Regions from separate parts of the Sus scrofa genome. Here region 1 is linked to region 2. A link is a contact called in public HiChIP or PLAC-seq data. All regions are on one chromosome and are shown on one strand. Each heading gives the region's core, a stretch centred on a gene start, on an enhancer-like site or on the middle of the called end of the contact. The rest is flanking DNA. Distances are from core to core; before and after follow the strand shown.

Evidence for each region. HiChIP or PLAC-seq counts read pairs in DNA pulled down with a chosen protein or histone mark.
Region 1: a contact with region 2 is called in an H3K27ac HiChIP or PLAC-seq map of skeletal muscle. The contact joins two enhancer-like sites. A contact is called at or near these places in 1 of 5 promoter capture datasets (liver), 20 of 47 Hi-C or Micro-C datasets (adipose tissue, alveolar macrophages, embryonic fibroblasts and 11 more) and 1 of 2 datasets of contacts at active chromatin or transcription factors (skeletal muscle).

What each region holds. Positions count from the first base shown.
Region 1 is chr18:43,105,122-43,108,880 of Sscrofa11.1, reverse strand. No RefSeq gene overlaps it. Among named protein-coding and RNA genes, the nearest start is that of PRR15, 78 kb to the left of the region's middle. Within about 2 kb of position 2,505, at least 1 of the 83 cell types and tissues checked has an H3K27ac peak or open chromatin away from gene starts, as enhancers often do. A contact at or near this core is called in skeletal muscle, where this site is marked.
Region 2 is chr18:42,985,285-42,989,062 of Sscrofa11.1, reverse strand. SCRN1 (secernin-1) reads right to left here. Exons shown (of 8, transcript XM_021078608.1): 8 at 1,137-3,778. Among named protein-coding and RNA genes, the nearest start is that of WIPF3, 38 kb to the left of the region's middle. Within about 2 kb of position 1,537, at least 24 of the 83 cell types and tissues checked have an H3K27ac peak or open chromatin away from gene starts, as enhancers often do. A contact at or near this core is called in skeletal muscle, where this site is marked.

The sequences.
Region 1 (3,759 bases), core at 1,256-3,755, 120 kb before region 2:
TACCAAAGTATCCCTCAGGAGAGACACATTGGAGGTGGAGTCTTAGATTCTCTTCTGATTTGGGGCCCCACTGTCCACGGACACCACGGTCTGGTCAGCTTTCAGTACAGTGAAAGCAGCTTCCAGTGACACCATGCATGCCAAGCTATCATAAATTGAACAGACTCCTGGAACCCAGTGAGCTGTTCACATTGTGCTAAGGATCTAGACCGTCTTTTCAGGGAGCTCAAATAGCCTTACAACAGTGATAAAGATATACTACATGCCCTGTTAAGTGAAAGAAGTGGCTTTCGTCTACTTCCTAGAGAAACACGAAGAGGCAACAGCAGTATCTAGAGCCACACACCAAGTGTGGATGGCAGCCTCAATCAGTTCAATAATTGTGACCACATCCTTACTTAGTCCTGTGATGCACAGTCAAGAATCAAGTCCAGGGATTTCCCTGGCAGCTTAAATGTTAAGGATCCGGTGTTGTCAATGCTATTGCTTGGGTCACTGCTATGGCACAGGTTCAGTCCCCGGCCTGGGAACTTCTACATGCTGAGGGTTTGGCCAAAGGAAAGAAAAAAGAATCAAGTCTAGTCCCCACCCCTAGATTTTTTTTTTTTTGACCATCCAAACTCAACTGCTGAACTGGTAGTCATGGGCATTTCATCTTTGCCTGCATTTACACTTGTACAATGAGACTATTTTCTTTATACCCTCCTCGTAAGTAATTCTGCTTCAACAGCACAATCCTTGCTAGCATAAGAGGTGCGGGGAGCTTCCAGGAATACAGACAAGTGTAGTGGTTACAGCAGAAGTTATCAAGGGAAGCTCATTGACTGTCAGTGCCCCTTCATGGGGCTGATATTTAAGCATGGACACTCTAATTAAGCAGTTTGACAAGTAATCATGCATACAGTCTGATCAAACAGGTCAAACACTCACATAAATAGTGACCCAGAGTTCTCAACTAAAAGTAGTATTTGTCCTGAATCCTGACAGAGAGGTTTATGTACCACAATCTTTCTGAAACTGCTGGGGAACAGTGCAGCCCTAGTTTGAACAGGACCAAATCTAAAGAGAGGGACTCTTTGAGCTTGAACTTAGACTCAGAAGGCAGTAACAAAGGCAGGATCAGAGTATCTCTTTCTGCCTCTGTTTTCTGTCGTGGATTTAAAGAACACCAAAACCACTGCTTTTTGAGGTCTCATATTTCTACATTCCATTTTAAGATGGGACATCTATTTCCCAAAAATACTACTCCAATCTTTAGGTATTCTCAGGTCAAAGGAGTAAAGATAAGGACATGTTCCAATGGGAAGATTCTCCTCATTTTCACCTGCCCAGTATTCTCTCAAATAAAGGTTTATGGTCAGAGTTGGTGCTGTCCTTGAATTTCACATATCATGTGCTAAACTGGATTCTGTCTTAACATGGATACTATCTTAACATGGCATTTTGCTTTGCATGTATGGTCTTGGGAAAATCTCTGTGGACACATGTGAATCATATCTCAAGGTTAGGGCTGGGATGAAACCATTCCACTTCTGTTGGTCCTATCATTGAAATGAATAGTTCAGACTTTCAGAGAGCCTTTTGGTTGTTACTTATATAAAGCTCAAAACGAACCTAGTTTCCTATTTGAACATAGTTTCACCTCAGTATGTGCCTGATTTCCCCCAAAAAGGCATAACAGCAGGTAGCAAATCTAAAGGACTGGTCTATCCTGGTCTCCCCATGGTGACCGGGAATGGGAAGACATTCTATGTTCTCCCATCTTTCTGATCTGCAGGGCTCAAAATAACTTCTAAACTCAGGAAGAGGAGTGAAGGAGCAGTCTTATCTCCTGTAGCTTCTATTTAATGGTAGAACTAGCAGAACCATCATTCAAGATTTTCTAAGATCTGCAGGCAAAGATCCTATGATCATACTACCATCATGGGGCCTCCTGGATCAACCAGGTGACACACTCTCACCCCAAAGAGGATAGCTCCAATAACTTCTACTGTTTCCAAAAGACTCTAACCAGAACAGGCAGATTTTACTCACATTGGATGCCAGTCATGTGGCATTTCTTCATCTACCTTACTAGAGTAACCAGTTGTCCTAGTCTGCTAAGATGGAAGGGCTTCTTGGGATGAAGACCATTCAATGCTAAAAAGAGGGCAGTCAGGAGCAAATCAAAGTGGTTAGTCACCCTAATAAGAGAGATAAAGGCAAATACCACATACGTTGTTACATGGTATGGGTTCAAGATCAGGCTTATGGAGCAAACATACAAGCCAAGGAGCAGCAAAGGAGAGACTGGCAGTCTTCCAGCCTCTTTGTACCAGAGAAATGTACCAGGGCCAGGGCCATACAATTGGACATGCTGTGAGTTTGTTATGAGGGGAGAGCCTCTGTCCCCCAGTTGCCTATTTTCCCATAGCACAAATAAGAGAACACTTTGTAGGTGATAAGCTCTCCGAACATAGGCACCAAGCACTCTTGGAGCCACACCAGCTGTGCAAAGGCTTGTCTGACATCACCAACTGCAAGCTCTTGGCAAGTCTTTGAGAAACGGGATACAAGCTGCCAGAGGGAAGGGAGCCCTCATTTCTTTAAGAAGCGGAGCAAATGGGCACATGGAGCCATTGGTTGGACAACCTGCCTGACTCTCTCCACGGGAACGTTGTCCTGAAGACTCAGAGGAAGATCCTACCTCTCATAAAGGCCTTCAGGAAAGTGGCCTGCTCACCGAGTGGAGGTAGAAAATTTTTACCAAGACAGAGAGCTCAGATAGGGCAGTGGTGATTGAGGAGCATGAAGTTGGGCTCCACTCAAGTGGGGAGGGCTGGATATCTAGGGAAGTGCCTTGAGTTTATTCTGCAAGCAAAATATTGGCAGTCCACACCGTAAATACCCAAAGCAATCCAGGAGCAAAGCAGCACAACCACATTCAGGTAGCTATTTTCACCAGCCATTGACCCAGTTCTAAACTCACCAAGACTTTGACTGGCGCCATGTCACTTCACTTTATGACATGCATTCCACCTCCAGCTGCCTTCTCTTTAATATCCTTCCCCATCCACAAAGCTCTTGACTTCCTGGCCCCACACAAGTTTTCCACCCTGTAGTGAGTTCCCTACTCTACAAAACCATCCTACGTTCTTCCTCCATCCACCCCCATCCAGGACCACGGCTCTTGACGTAATGTTCTTGATTGCAGACAGGAAATTATCTAGCTATAGTAATTCATAATAAAGGAGAAATTACTCATAAATGTAACACCTTCAAGGGGTATTCACATTTCAAAAGAGGTGCTTATAAATCTATTATACTTAGAATGATGGAGGGAGGGAGGTAAACTTTTTGAGCTATTTGCCTCATCCTCAAACTACCTAAGCCTCCAGTTCAACCTCCCAGAGCCAACAACTTTAAAAAGTTATCAAACGGGGAGCATCTAGGTTGGTGGAGAGGAGTTGGTTCAGGGAATGTGTTGCTGGGAGAGGGTTTGGAAGCCCCGCACCACACCCCTTTCTCACACCTCCCCCTGCTCCACAGCTCTTCCGCCTGGTTATTATCTAGTGTGTACAGTTGACGTTAAGAATCCCTGCACTCAGAAAGATGTTTTGGCCTACACCGACAATAACGGAAATAGAGGATCCCCAGGACTAAGCAGCTTCCCCAGTGCTGGCTTGTGAAATGCTGCTGTGTGCTCCCCCACCTTCAAATTCCCCAACTCAGGACTTTGGAATAAGAGACCTGAGAAAGTCACCACAATTTATTTCTACT
Region 2 (3,778 bases), core at 288-2,787:
GTTTCTAGGTCACAGAGGGGAGAGAGCTGGGTTTTTTCCTGAAGTGGCATCCTTTCCTCCAGTGGCGCTGCTGTGGCTTTAAAATAAAGAGGTTTGTTATAGATGACAACAGCCATTCTGATGACTGTTCTAAATTTGGTAAAATACACACAACAAACTTACCAGAGCTCTTTGATGGCTCAGCCGTTTAAGGATCCAGTGTTGTCCCGCTGTGGCTCTGGTTCGATCTCTGGCCCAGGAATTTTTGTGTGCCATGGGTGCAGCCAAAAAAACACAAACAACTTACCATCTTGACCACGTTCAAGGGCACAGTCATGAGAAGTACATTCACGGTGTTATATGGCCAGTCTCCAGAACTCTCTTAGCAGCTTGCAAACCTTAAACTCTGTACCCCTTCAACAGGAACTCTTCCTTCCCCTTTTCCCCCAGTCCCTGGCAGCCACCATTCTCTTTTCCGGCTCTCTGAGATTGACTGCTCTTGGTACCCCCAAAAAGTGGAATCAAATATTTGACTCGTTGAGAGTGGCTTATTTCACTTAGCATAATGTCCTCTAGGCACATCCGTGTTGTAGCATGGGCCAGAACTGCCATCCTTTTTAAGGCTGCATAGTCCATTGCTTGGATTTTGTTCATCCATTCATTCCCTGATGGACACTTGGGGTGCTTCCACCTTGTGGGTATCGTGAATAACACTGCTGTGAACATGGGTGGAAAGATACCTCCTGGAGACCCTGCCTTCCGTTCTCTGGGGTCCACTCAAAAGTAAAATTGCTGGATTATATGCTAATTCTACTTTTAATTTTTTTGGAGGAATCTCCATACTAGTTTCCATATCAGCTGCCCCGTTTTATGTTCCCGCCAACAGTGCGCAGAGTTACAATTTCTCCATATCCTTACCAACATTTATTTTCCTTTTTTAAATAGTAACCATCCTGATGGGTGTCAAGTGGTATCTTACGGTTTTGTGCTTATTTTAAAGAGTGATTTTATCCACGGAATGGATAAACGGAGGAAATGCTGAACTGGTTGACTTTGCCAAAAATTCCAGCCAGAAAATAACATCCCCTTGATGCATTTCCCATGTTGTGACCGACACCCACACTTATTCACTTACTCATACGCAAGGACACAGGGCATTCATTTCAGTATTTTTTTTATTGTATGCTGGATGTATTTAGACACAATTCCAAGAACAAGCGCTGGATGGGGAAGTTATCTGGTTTGCAGATATTTGTACAAAAGGCTGTTAAGACTACACAGTCAGTTCCCACTGCAGGAAAACAGGAAGACTTTCCTTTTTATTATTCTCTGCCCATAGCATTTTCCAGCTCACACATTTAACTTCTCACAGCATGACCGCAAACACGTACAGATACATCCCCACGAGAAATCAGCCTTGACGTCTCGGGACATCTGGATTCAATCAGAAGAAGCACATGTGATACAAACCGTAGGAGGGGATCTGGGACTTAGGAGCGTGTGGAATGAAATGCCATGGCAGCAAGGAAGCACAAGGCAGTGATGGCCTGCAGGTCACGTGACCTGCCACCCCTCCCCCTCCAGAGAGGACCGGCCAGCTTGGTGGCTTCCCTTCCCTCCTTCCTCTGTGTGCTTCCTCCCAAAGCTGAGCCCAGCTGGAGACCTTCCCCAGAAATGACCTGCCTGCCTGTCAGTCAGGTATGCAGTTAGTGATTTCGTAACAGACACACTGGTCCCATCTGGCTTTCCTGCTGGGCCAGGCAGAGCTGTGTAACACCTGTACCCATGTGGGATGACATCAGGCAGCAAAGTAGTTTGCCTGGTTGATAATTATTTTTATATGTAATAATTCACCCAATAGTGAAGGAACTTCACTGCTAATGTCTAATAGGCATACACCTGCTCTGGGAGAGCACTTATCAGAAGGGCTCTAATAATAACACTGTCTTAGGTTACAGGGCACTAAATCACCATAGTTTCAAGTATACACCTAAAATTCCAAACCGCCTCCGAAAGCGAAAGAGGTACTACTTCTGCTTTGCTAATTTACTGGGGCTTCTGCCCCTCCCTGGTATGAGCCTTCATCCATGGTGAATCCCACTTACTAACCAAAACTAACCACCTTATTTATGTTTGGTGTGGGACGCGGGGGATCGGAAAAGACTCTGTCCTTCACGGCCGTGTCTTCTTTCTGCACAAGGCATGCACAGCCCCTGACCCTCCCCCAAGTCTTAATGGATACACACAAGGTATGCTAGGAGGCTATTTACATACTGACCTTTAAACATGATTTTCATTGTTCATCCTGAACATTCACTTTCCCCATACTGCCTTCAGAAAAGCAATCCCTGGTCAAGAAGGCATCCATGTAATGATAAGCATTTTCCAAAAGCAGAGTCTGTTAGGAGCATTTAGAAACAAACATCTCCCCTGCAACAGTGCACTCAAAATCCAACTACGTATTTCAAGCTGTTAATCTAAGTCACTAGAAGCGAGTACAGCCACATCAGCAGATTCTTTGCCCTCTTCTTGTCTTTACCCACAAATCCCAACGCACGAAGAACCGGTCCACCACGATTATTTGGGTTTTAGCTGTACACAGAAGACCTGTGTACAAGCCTAATGGAAGGATCCCAGCCCTGTTGAGCGTCTGCCAGGCTGTGCCACGGAAGGGCTGCCACGCCCTCTAGTGGTAAAACAGTGGCACCACAATTGTGATGTATCAGCGTCCGCCACGGCAACTCTCAATTAGACTGCTCTCAACTCTCACTCTCCCTGGGTTGCTGGACTGAGGTCAATGTCCCTAACAGCTGAAATAGCCAGCATTTTTCCCGCTGCACAGTGGCTGGGTAAGGGCATAAGTCTGTCTGGGTTATCCATGACCTTTCTTTGGCCCATAATAATGAAAGCAGGCCTCTGTGTAATTTATTCTCACTAGACTTCTTTTGGTCAAACCCCTAGGGTATCTCAGACATGCCAGGTCTGATGAAATGTTTCCATAACACACAGAGGTGAGACCACGTGGTGGAAATTTTTACTTTGTTTATCATGCGGAAATTCCCCGGCCAGGGATCAAACCCATGCCACAGCAGTGACCCAAGCCACAGCAGTGACAATACTGGATCCTTAACCAGGGAGCTCCTATGGTGAGATTTTAGAGCGGCTTTCGGCAGGTGGGCTTCGGAGGGGCTGAGGTACCTACATCATCCTCAAACCTCACCCTTCCCTGCTCAGCAGCTGTACACAGATGCTCTGAGAACGGCCCCCACCTAAGAGGAGACCTGAGTTCATCCGCAGGGAGAGCCCAGGCCAAACCTGGACGAAACGCAGCAACTCTAAGCCACTGTGAACGGGTGCTGTTCACTCCATCAGCTCAAATATTCCTCCCACCTCTCCCTGCTCGTCGTCGGTGACTTTACATATAGAATCTGCAGAACTGCTGGGCAGAAAGCTCACCATGCTCTTAGGCCCACACCCTCACAAGGGAGTTAGTAGAAAAAAAGATTTGTTCCAGTGAAACCTGTGACCCTCAGTGTCCACATCTGTGCCTGGGGCCTGAGTCCCTTCCAGCTCGCGTGGCCTTTGCTAACCTGCTGTGGAGAAGGAGTCACTGACTCTAAGTCACTTCCAAGACAACTGGCACTCACAGTATTTTCATGTGCAAATGCCTATTGACGATGCAGTTAATGAGGCCCTTATGGTACAGGGGAGGCTGGAGCAATGAAGCCGCTGTCCCACCACCAGCTGCCGTGTTAACACACACTCGTCATCTCCGCCCCTTTCTATGTCAAGAGTGGTG